Regions from separate parts of the Arabidopsis thaliana genome. Here region 1 is linked to region 2. The links are chromatin contacts, called in public capture Hi-C maps. All regions are on one chromosome and are shown on one strand. The core of a region is the stretch at or near the end of the contact, and the rest is flanking DNA. Distances in the headings are between cores, read along the strand shown. Region 1 holds the start of NRAMP1 (natural resistance-associated macrophage protein 1). Region 2 holds the start of TPR1 (Tetratricopeptide repeat (TPR)-like superfamily protein).

Region 1 (5,353 bases), core at 1,577-4,076, 110 kb before region 2:
CCTTAGGCTTGCACACTTGAAAAAAGTAGCATATATTCACACGTGAAACTCCTATCCTTTACAATTATTGTATCTCTATACACGTCTCGCAAAACTGTGATAAGATTATCAACTATTTCATATTCAGTAGTTAAGAAGAAAAAAACATATGACTAACAAACGAAATTGTTTTTTCTTTTTGTTATCTAGTTCTCTTGGTTTCCAACTAAATAATACAGGTGATGGGTCTAAATACTAAAACTTAATAACGATGTTCAAAAGCTATCGCATATCTAGTGCACTGTCAAGCTCAGCCAATCAATTATGGCTCATTTCACATTAACACAATTCAATTCAACTAAGCCCAATTAGCTTAAATAAAAAAATTGGCCCAACACGGACTTGCATCGGATTACACCCCACCATTAAGCATTAAACTTTTAAGAATGATTGCTTCATTTCATTCATATCGAAATAGAATTTGTTATTAACCAAAATGATATAACTACTGTATTTTGTATCACTCGTCGTTTCAAAATTTGATGGTGGGTATACAGAAAATAAGCAGCGTGTGTTACGGGTATTCTTTGCTCAATATGTAAAGCCCATATATTTCATTTATTACTCGCTTGAACTAAACCCATAAACGTTCACATATAAAGCCCAACCATTTAAAAAGTTGGAATTTCACATACTCGCTCGCAGTTTCACGCCATCAGTCAAATTTTCACGTTGACTAATTTTTTTTTTTTTTTTTTCTCCCTTTTTCCCGTTGACTAAATAACCAAACAAAATACTAGTACTTCTCTCGATTAGTAGATTCATTTTTTATCAGATAACTTAATTTATCAAAAGTCTTTTCCAGTTTACATAGTTTAAAATATATGTTTCCAGTTTTATAATTCACTAATATATTGTCCAGTAACAATGTACATCATGTGATAGTGATAACTATAAGTCTGTAACATATGCATAAATATAAATTACATACTGTCGCGATCATTTCATATAACTTTACACTTGTAGATTCTCAAACAAAAAAAGGTCGCATATATAACAATAACTGATTGTCGCGATCATTTCATATAACTCTACACCGGTAGCTTCTCTAAATATGTTCAAAAAACACGTAAATATAATGCATGATAAATAAGATAAGAACGTATGTACTTAAGTCAACTTTCCGAAAAAAATCATAATTAAATCTACCGATTTTATCTTGACTGCTAAATAGTGCCCTATTTGTAGTTTCGAAATTGTGGTAGAAGACTTGAGTACCTTAGTAGAATATATAATGTGCTGTTTTTTTCTTCTTGATAAATAATGGCCGTAGATTGTGGAGGTCAAATTAATCAAACATTGGCATATTCTCAATGCTTCGGTTTTTGGGATAATATTAAGTGCAATCAATGGCTCATATCTTAGATCGTACGGCTTAAAGGTAATAAAAGCATCTCATGAGTCAACTAAATAAACAGTGAAAACAACTTTATTCTTTCCATCTTCAAAATAAACATTCCTATTCTTACGTAAAGCTATAGTAGTATTCTTTAGCACCGGCTCAAACAATCGAGAAGCCTTAGGACGACTTACAAAAAGGGGTCTTTTCAAACATGCTAAAACAAAAACCATTTCATATAATCATGTCTTAAGCTTCATTACAAAAAGGGATTTTTACAAATTCAGGAATTAATTTTGTGTGACAGTTAGAGGAGAGAGATTAGTAAAGCAAAAAGTACTATTTATTTTCTTAGTTATCATTTTTCTCCGAAAAAGAAAAACTAAGTATAAAAATTCTATCACACATAAAACTGTAAAAGACTTTTACCAAAAAAAATAATTTTAGCATTTTATTTTCTTGGGCTGGTGGCGGTCACACCTCTGCCTTACCTATATGAGCCGTGTTTGGTGCTCTTAACTGTTAGCTCGCTAAATCATGTTTGACGTGTAAAAAAGTCAGATACCTTTGATTTAATCTTTCTAACAGTAATTTTTTAAACCATTTATATTAAAAAGTAAACGCAACTAAAACCGTAATGAAAATGCAAGAGTTGACATAGTTCTTGTATCAATTCAGAGAACTACAAGAAGTAGTTATCAGAACAGAACTGAAATATAGAAATCAACTATAGCGATTCTACTTTGTTTACCAAAATAAAATAACAAAGAAATTTTGGGCAACGAAGCACAATCCTATTGATATATAGTTAGGTTTTAAGTATAAGACTTTAATTTGATTGTATCAATGAGCTTCGACGAACAGGATCCACTGTATGAAAACTATGTTTGTGTTCCAAATCCATATTTCAAGCGAATCTAATCTTGATAGGAAAACAAGAAAGATTGGTGTTGATTAGATTAGGGGCCAAGAAGAGAAGAGAAAGCCGTCCAAATGAAAAAAAAAAAAAAAACATTTTAGAGAGAATCTATCTATGAATAAAACTGAAAGTGTGAGTAGGACCCACCTTCGATCGCAGTCGCTGAGATCCAATCACGTTTTAGCTTCCCATTACAGTGGACCCACCCACTCAACTTGTTCATTTCCTACTTCAACGTCCCCTCTGTGACTGTGTCTGTGTGTTTTTTTTTCTCTATTTATTTAATATCTCAAACAGACGGAAACAAATAAAAATTTTAATATCTCAAACTCTTAATCAATCAACTACTAGTTTATTAACAACACTATCCGATTAAATTTGGTTTAAACTAGTATACAATAATCCTATTTATCTTAAAATAATATGAATTTCCACGATATTTCGACTTACCTACCCTACATTTTTTTCTTGGCCTGGATCATAACTTTGATAAAACAACTGAGAAAGAAAAGAACATGCATGTTGAGACAAAAAGAGTATATAAATATTGTCTTTAGTGTACTTTGAGGAGGACCCAATAAAAAAAAACACTTGGTTTGAACTTGCTTTTTCAGAGATCTCTCACTTTTTCGTTTTTTCTGCTACACACACTTTTTTTTTTTTGCAACACATTTTGTTTCTGCTACACACACTTCTATCACTCTGTTTTTATTTTCCTCAGAGTCCGAGGTACGTACAAAAAAACAGAACCACCATTTTTTTTTTTTTATTATTTATCTAAGAAGAATCTTCAATAAAATGCACCTATAAATTAACTTATCCCCGAGTAAGAAGAATAAAAGAAAAAAAAAATAACTTATCGAAAAAGTCGCATCCATTATATGTATATATATCGTTGTGGAGTTGTTGTATACTAAACAAGAAAGAGATTAGGAAGAGAGAGACGGCGATGGCGGCTACAGGATCTGGACGGTCTCAATTCATTTCCAGTTCCGGCGGTAACCGAAGCTTCTCCAATTCTCCACTCATCGAGAACTCTGATTCTAATCAGATTATTGTCTCTGAGGTCATTTCTTCTTCTTTTTTCTTTTGTTGTTGATTTTATAATCTCTTTTTAAATCTGTTGATTGATTTGGCTTTGTAAATCTGTTTTTATGTTTTATCTTGTAAACATAACTCACATGCGTACCAGTTTCTGAGTCAAGAAATCGTTTTCAGAGTCAACATATCAGAAGACTAAACAAAAAACACAGAGAATCTTGATTCAAAAAATGATAATGAGTTTGTTTTGAATCATCAACTTTGCAGAAGAAGAGCTGGAAGAATTTCTTTGCTTACTTAGGCCCTGGTTTTCTTGTTTCAATCGCATATATTGATCCTGGAAACTGTAAGCACATTACTCTCTCTTTTTTTTTAATAATCTGTAAAGATTTGAGATGATTCATTCTTGTTTCTTCTTCCTGTGTTCTGCAGTTGAGACTGATCTGCAAGCTGGAGCACACTACAAGTATGAAGTGCGTTCATACTCTCCTTCCCTCGCTTTTATCTTATACTAGTTTGCATTTTTTACAAAATCATGATTTCTTTCTTTGTAATAACAGTTACTTTGGATCATATTGGTGGCCTCATGTGCGGCTTTGGTGATTCAATCTCTGGCTGCTAATCTTGGTGTTGTCACAGGTTACCACAAAAATCCACTCTTTTCTTTTAGTTTTATGATCCAAGTTTACTAAATTCCGCTACAGGAAAACATTTGGCTGAGCAATGTAGAGCCGAGTACTCCAAAGTTCCAAACTTTATGTTATGGGTCGTTGCTGAAATTGCAGTAGTTGCTTGTGACATACCGGAAGGTATCACACTTGTTTACTCTTTACAGTGTGATTCAATACTAACCTCTCTCTGTTGATACTAATTGCCAAAATCGGTTTTCTTATATATATATATATATAGTTATCGGAACAGCTTTTGCTCTGAACATGCTCTTTAGCATACCGGTGTGGATCGGTGTTCTTCTGACAGGCTTAAGTACGCTGATTCTTCTCGCACTTCAAAAATACGGGGTATTAGTTTCATCTCTTGTTCTCGTTCACGGTGCTTATATGTAAGGTGAATTCTTATGAATGTTTGGTATAATACAGGTGAGAAAGCTGGAGTTCTTGATAGCGTTTCTTGTGTTCACAATTGCAATATGCTTCTTTGTTGAGCTTCATTACTCAAAGCCAGACCCAGGAGAAGTCCTACATGGTCTCTTTGTTCCTCAACTTAAAGGAAATGGTGCAACTGGTCTCGCAATCTCTTTGCTCGGAGCCATGGTTATGCCGTAAGCTCACTCTCTCTCTTCACCACCATTCATCATAAGATTCTTTGCTGAGAACAACATCTGTTCTCTGCAGGCATAATCTCTTCCTCCACTCGGCCTTGGTTCTCTCGAGGAAAATCCCTCGTTCCGCTTCTGGTATCAAGGAAGCTTGCAGGTTTTACTTGATAGAAAGTGGATTGGCTCTAATGGTGGCCTTTCTCATAAACGTCTCTGTAATATCAGTAAGCGGGGCTGTTTGTAATGCCCCCAACTTAAGCCCTGAAGATCGAGCTAATTGTGAGGATTTGGACTTAAACAAGGCTTCGTTTCTGCTACGGGTAAATTGTTTGCTTCCTTGTTGTTCTGTTTCTTTTCCATAACATTTAAGTGATGTCTTTCCTCTGTTTTCAAACAGAACGTTGTGGGAAAATGGAGCTCAAAGCTATTTGCAATCGCGCTTCTTGCTTCTGGTCAGAGCTCGACGATAACCGGAACTTATGCTGGACAATATGTAATGCAGGGCTTTCTTGATCTCAGACTCGAGCCATGGCTCAGAAACTTACTAACAAGATGTTTAGCTATAATCCCGAGTCTAATTGTTGCTCTCATCGGTGGTTCAGCTGGAGCTGGAAAGTTAATCATCATTGCCTCGGTACTAAAATCATTTCTAACTCTAGTTATCATGTATACTTATATATATGACTTACTTCATGAAATCAAATCATCATCTTAAAACAGATGATCTTATCCTTTGAGC
Region 2 (5,211 bases), core at 1,407-3,906:
ACATAAGTGGAAAGTAACCAATAGCCATTAGCCAACACCCTTCTCATCTACGTTTTTATTTATTTATTAATCAACTTAAAGTTTGGTTTTAAAATTTAAAAAACTAACCATGATTAAACAAAACAAGTAGTACAAACAAAAATAGCCAATAATAATTGTAGTAGTTTCACATAGTGCGCTTTATTAATACTTAGTGGACTTTAGTAACTTATGAACATACTCACTAGTATAATTTGACACTATTTTCCTTTCATTGGTTACAGATTTTCTAACCAATTGCATTGACCAACTGACCTAAAATAATGTTTTGTAGATTCCAATATTTAAAATAAATACAATTATTAGAAAAATCAATGCCTTCTTTGGAAAAAAAAAATCGGTATGTGGCTCTATTAATTGAAAACATATTTTATATTTGACTTTGTTTTTTTTATTGAAAGTGATTTGATAGCATCGTTGAATGATTTAGTAATATCTCCCGTAAGAATTTAATTATCCCGTTAGACTTTTTAACAGACCAGCCAGATGGGACCAACGTGCACTGTTTTTTGGCCGGAGAATGTATAAAAAATATTGAAGATGCAGTGAACACTGACCACCATTCACTTCTCCACAACTTTTAATGACCGGTTTACAAAATAAAACATAGTACTATATAATTTTCAACGTGTTAGTCTGATTTTTATATTTCTAAAGAGAAGTACTCATCTATTTTTGAGCTATTAATCTATTACAATTTGTGTTCTGATCTGGAGAGTGGAGAGTTATTTCAAAGTAAAGTATGTAGATTGTAGAGGATCTATCGAGAATCTACTCATTTAAAATAGTTTGACGTTGTAGCAAACAATTTTTTTGTCATTGATGATTTGTATTGTTTGTAAATATTATTTAGAAACCAAATCGAATTTTTAGTTGAAAATTATAATCTGTTTAATAAGTGATAATTACATCATGCACATGTACCTAGTGACTCATAATGAAACGTATCATAATGGATTGACGAGTAGTTGTCTGATATTGACATCTTAATTTATAACTTCCCTTTTCATTGTTAATGTTCCTTACTGTCTTCTGATTGATAATAAAGACGTTGACATGTCAAACCACATAATTATTTGAAAAATATATATTATTTCTTCAGATTTTCATCATTTGTTATAAGTCTCGATAAGACAGTTTTTGTTTTTTTAACAATTTTTTACAAAAAACTTACGACCATAATTTAGTTCAGGCGAAAATCAGTGAATCATTAATCATATTTATTAGTTTGGATTTTTATGTGTTTTTCTTTTTATGTATTTGAGGATTTTTCAGTTTGTGAAAACAAATCTAATATGCTTATTTGATTTCTTCTTTATTTGCTGTATTCTTAATATATCTTGCAGAGCTAAGGTAATACTCAAATTTTTTTTTTCCACACGTAAAAACTCATATTTATCAGTTTGGAATTACTGTATTCTTTTTAGTAGTCCTCTCACTCGCCATGGCAAGAAGAAGGTTTTTTTTTCCTTTTTCTTGCATTCCATGTTAATCAGTATTTGAATAAAAAAGCAAGCTAAATCGGCAAATGAACTTATATCCAAATAATCAAGATATCAATCTGTGTAAGCATTACTAGAAAAGTAGAGATACTCGTGTTACCGTGTAAATTAAAAGAATAAAAATGTGCTTTTCAAAAGTTATATACTTTTCTTGTGCACCCATAACTTTAGCAAAAGCAACCATCATCATTCTTGAGCAATTAAAACAAATAATATTGATCTTCATTTGGTGCCAAAATACTTTACGGTAATGACGTCAAACTCGATGTTTCTTGTCAAAGTCTGAAAGACCAATATAAAATAACACTAGACACATTATAAAATTAACATATTGGTTCATTGTAATTAAACCGTCGAATATATATAACGAAAATACCAATTACGCTGTGAATAAACAAACAAAATCATTTTATTAGTCATCGAGTAAATAAATTCGATTATAATCCTCAATAGTCAATATATATATAGCTCACATCACATTATGCGATTAACAAAAACAATCCAAAACAGTTAAATGATTAGAAATTAAACGAGTCTCACTAAATTATTAACGACTCCAAATCACGAGAAGGCTTAAGAGTTATCATGTCGGGAGAATTTAACTGATAACCTCTTCCATTATCTCTCAATCACGTGATTTTTGTTCAACGAGTACCGCATCTCAAGAATAAAAATGGCAATTTAGGTAAATATTTGTCATTTTCAAGGGCAATGGAACTTAAAGATGCATTTCAGAAGGAAAAGCTTTGTCGTGTTATGAGGGAAATGTGGGGACGCAGCTACTTCGCTTTCAAACCGTTGGATGAATATCCTTTAAGGTTCATCGTACAAGATCGACGGCACTCACCGAGGGTGTACTCATGTTGTGACACAGAGGATCATGTCTACTTGGAGTACAGCTAGCAGCTAGAGATTCTGAGCCGATAACGTCGAGAATTGTAGCCGGCTAAGTCGTATATGCTGGTTTAAACTTTAATCTGTACTTATATATAAGTCAACGTGCTTATCAAAATCAGCTCCCTTATCGTGTGATAGGTGCATTGTCTTATTAGACTCCGTTATCCGTCACCTTCGCATATTAAAATCACTTTTTATTTTTTGGTTTTAAATTAAAGTCTCCATTTCTGCAAGATTTTAATGTTCGTATAAATAAGCCTGAAGAGAGAGAGAGAGAGAGAGAGAAAACTTGTTTTTTTTTTTTCCATTAGTTTTTTTCTTACTTTCTGGTCGAGAGAGGAGAGTCCAAAAAACCCAAATCCTTGGCCTCTTTCAATATCAGGAGAGAGAAACTGAAGCTCTGGCCTTTGTTTCTGAAATCGATCGTCTTCTTCTTCTTCATGGCAAGTAACGTATCTAGGTCTTTCATTTTTGGTTTAATATCTAAATCGTAGCTTTTCTGGGTTTTTGATTTTTGTTTTTGTCTCATGGAAGTGAAAAAGATGGCCATTTTAAGCTTTATATTTAATTCGGTGGACAATAATAATACTAGGAAGACCTAATTTTTGTGTAGCCCAATTAAACACTAATTAAATCCGCCGGAATAGAGACTTTTGGAGAATTTTCCGGAGGATAGTTGTAAAGATCTAGTTATATACTGTGTAATTAAGAGGCTGTGTCTATTTTCATTTTTTAAAAATAATAATTAAATGGAGGAATATCTGAAACCCAGTAAATTGGGATGATTTGATGGTTTTGTAAGGTTATCATCGTCGCCATTATATTGATATGCAGATCTGGTGGGTTTTTCTGCATCTGACTTGATAGCTTTATCGGACTGAGTGGCAAAATCAATCATGTCTTCTCTGAGCAGAGAGCTCGTCTTCTTGATCTTACAGTTTTTAGATGAAGAGAAGTTTAAAGAGACTGTTCATAAGTATGTCCGATCTCTCTTTTCCTTTTTGTCTTTTATTAGGCATTATTATTAACTTGATTGATTATTAATTAGGCTTGAACAAGAATCTGGGTTTTTCTTCAATATGAAGTATTTTGAGGATGAGGTGCACAATGGTAACTGGGATGAGGTTGAGAAGTATCTCTCTGGTTTTACTAAAGTTGATGATAATCGATACTCCATGAAGATTTTCTTCGAGATTAGGAAGCAGAAGTATCTCGAGGCCTTGGATAGGTAACTTGTGTCTCTCAACAACAACAAGAATCAAATGTTTTCATATTGCCAATCAATCACACCTGCTGCTGCTTCTATCTAGGCATGATCGTCCCAAGGCTGTCGATATTTTAGTCAAAGATTTGAAAGTGTTTTCCACTTTTAATGAGGAGCTTTTCAAGGAAATCACTCAGCTCTTGACCTTAGAAAACTTCAGGGAGAACGAGCAGTTATCCAAGTATGGGGACACAAAGTCCGCCAGAGCTATCATGTTGGTGGAACTCAAGAAGTTGATTGAAGCTAATCCTTTATTCCGTGATAAATTGCAGTTTCCTACCCTTAGAACTTCACGCCTCAGGACTCTGATTAATCAGAGGTATTCTTTGTCCTTTCTTGTTCACTTCAACAAATTTTCTTCTTGTCAGCTACTTTAACTCCTTGTTTCTATGTGGCTACATAAACCTGCAGCTTAAATTGGCAACACCAGCTTTGTAAGAACCCAAGGCCTAATCCTGATATTAAGACTCTCTTTGTCGATCATTCCTGCCGCCTACCAAATGATGCACGAGCACCATCCCCTGTCAACAATCCGCTTCTTGGATCATTACCAAAAGCCGAGGGATTTCCTCCTCTAGGCGCACACGGGGTAGGTCAATTTCCACCTGATTTTTCGTATTTTCTATAAGTGCCATTTCTACTGCTTTTGGTTCTAGCTCTATAGTTACCTTTACATGCCGTGCTTGACTTACCTTTATGTCTTTAGCCTTTTCAACCAACACCTTCTCCGGTTCCGACACCTCTTGCTGGTTGGATGTCTAGTCCTTCCTCTGTCCCACATCCAGCTGTGTCTGGAGGACCCATTGCTCTTGGTGCTCCATCCATCCAAGGTTATTTGCTTATCAAATGTGGTGTTTCTTTATAAAAGCTGTGTGGAACTATAGTCTTAAATTTTATCCTCGCCTTTTTTTCAGAACCTTTAAGTTTCACCTGTGATCTATGTAACATGTTCTCCTTTTTGGTTCTTAGCAGCCTTGAAACACCCGAGAACTCCTCCTTCTAATTCCGCTGTAGACTATCCATCAGGTGACTCAGACCATGTCTCAAAGCGAACCAGACCTATGGGAATCTCTGACGAGGTGAGAAAAATCTTAATTAATATTATATATTTTCTTATCAATACCAATTTTACATAATTGGTAGTACTAGTTTAGACTTTAAACGTATTTCTTCTTTCTCCCCATATGTAGGTGAGTCTAGGTGTGAACATGTTACCAATGACATTCCCGGGGCAGGCTCATGGTCATAATCAAACCTTCAAAGCACCTGATGACTTGCCCAAGACAGTTGCACGAACTTTGAGCCAAGGCTCATCTCCCATGAGCATGGATTTCCATCCTATTAAACAGACTCTGCTACTAGGTCTGTTTCTTGGTCTGTATGCATATTTCATGTAACATACATCATCAGAAATTTTGTAAAACCAGAAGTTTCTTGCTTCAATTTTCTTTGTTCCAGTTGGTACGAATGTAGGGGATATTGGGCTCTGGGAAGTCGGTTCTCGAGAAC

The links. Capture Hi-C pulls out chosen DNA fragments and counts their contacts.
Region 1: a capture Hi-C map of seedling shows a contact between it and region 2, with 1.8 times the contacts expected there. A contact is called at or near these places in 2 of 3 other capture datasets (root and seedling).

The regions. Positions count from the first base shown.
Region 1 is chr1:30,373,538-30,378,890 of TAIR10.1, reverse strand. NRAMP1 (natural resistance-associated macrophage protein 1) reads left to right here and starts at 2,826. Exons shown (of 11, transcript NM_106731.3): 1 at 2,826-3,363; 2 at 3,606-3,684; 3 at 3,771-3,811; 4 at 3,899-3,977; 5 at 4,043-4,147; 6 at 4,248-4,357; 7 at 4,436-4,617; 8 at 4,691-4,934; 9 at 5,012-5,248; 10 at 5,335-5,353. The coding sequence starts at 3,247.
Region 2 is chr1:30,264,570-30,269,780 of TAIR10.1, reverse strand. TPR1 (Tetratricopeptide repeat (TPR)-like superfamily protein) reads left to right here and starts at 2,656. Exons shown (of 24, transcript NM_001334989.1): 1 at 2,656-2,881; 2 at 3,273-3,414; 3 at 3,487-3,666; 4 at 3,749-4,021; 5 at 4,114-4,291; 6 at 4,409-4,532; 7 at 4,672-4,781; 8 at 4,893-5,064; 9 at 5,161-5,211. The coding sequence starts at 3,335.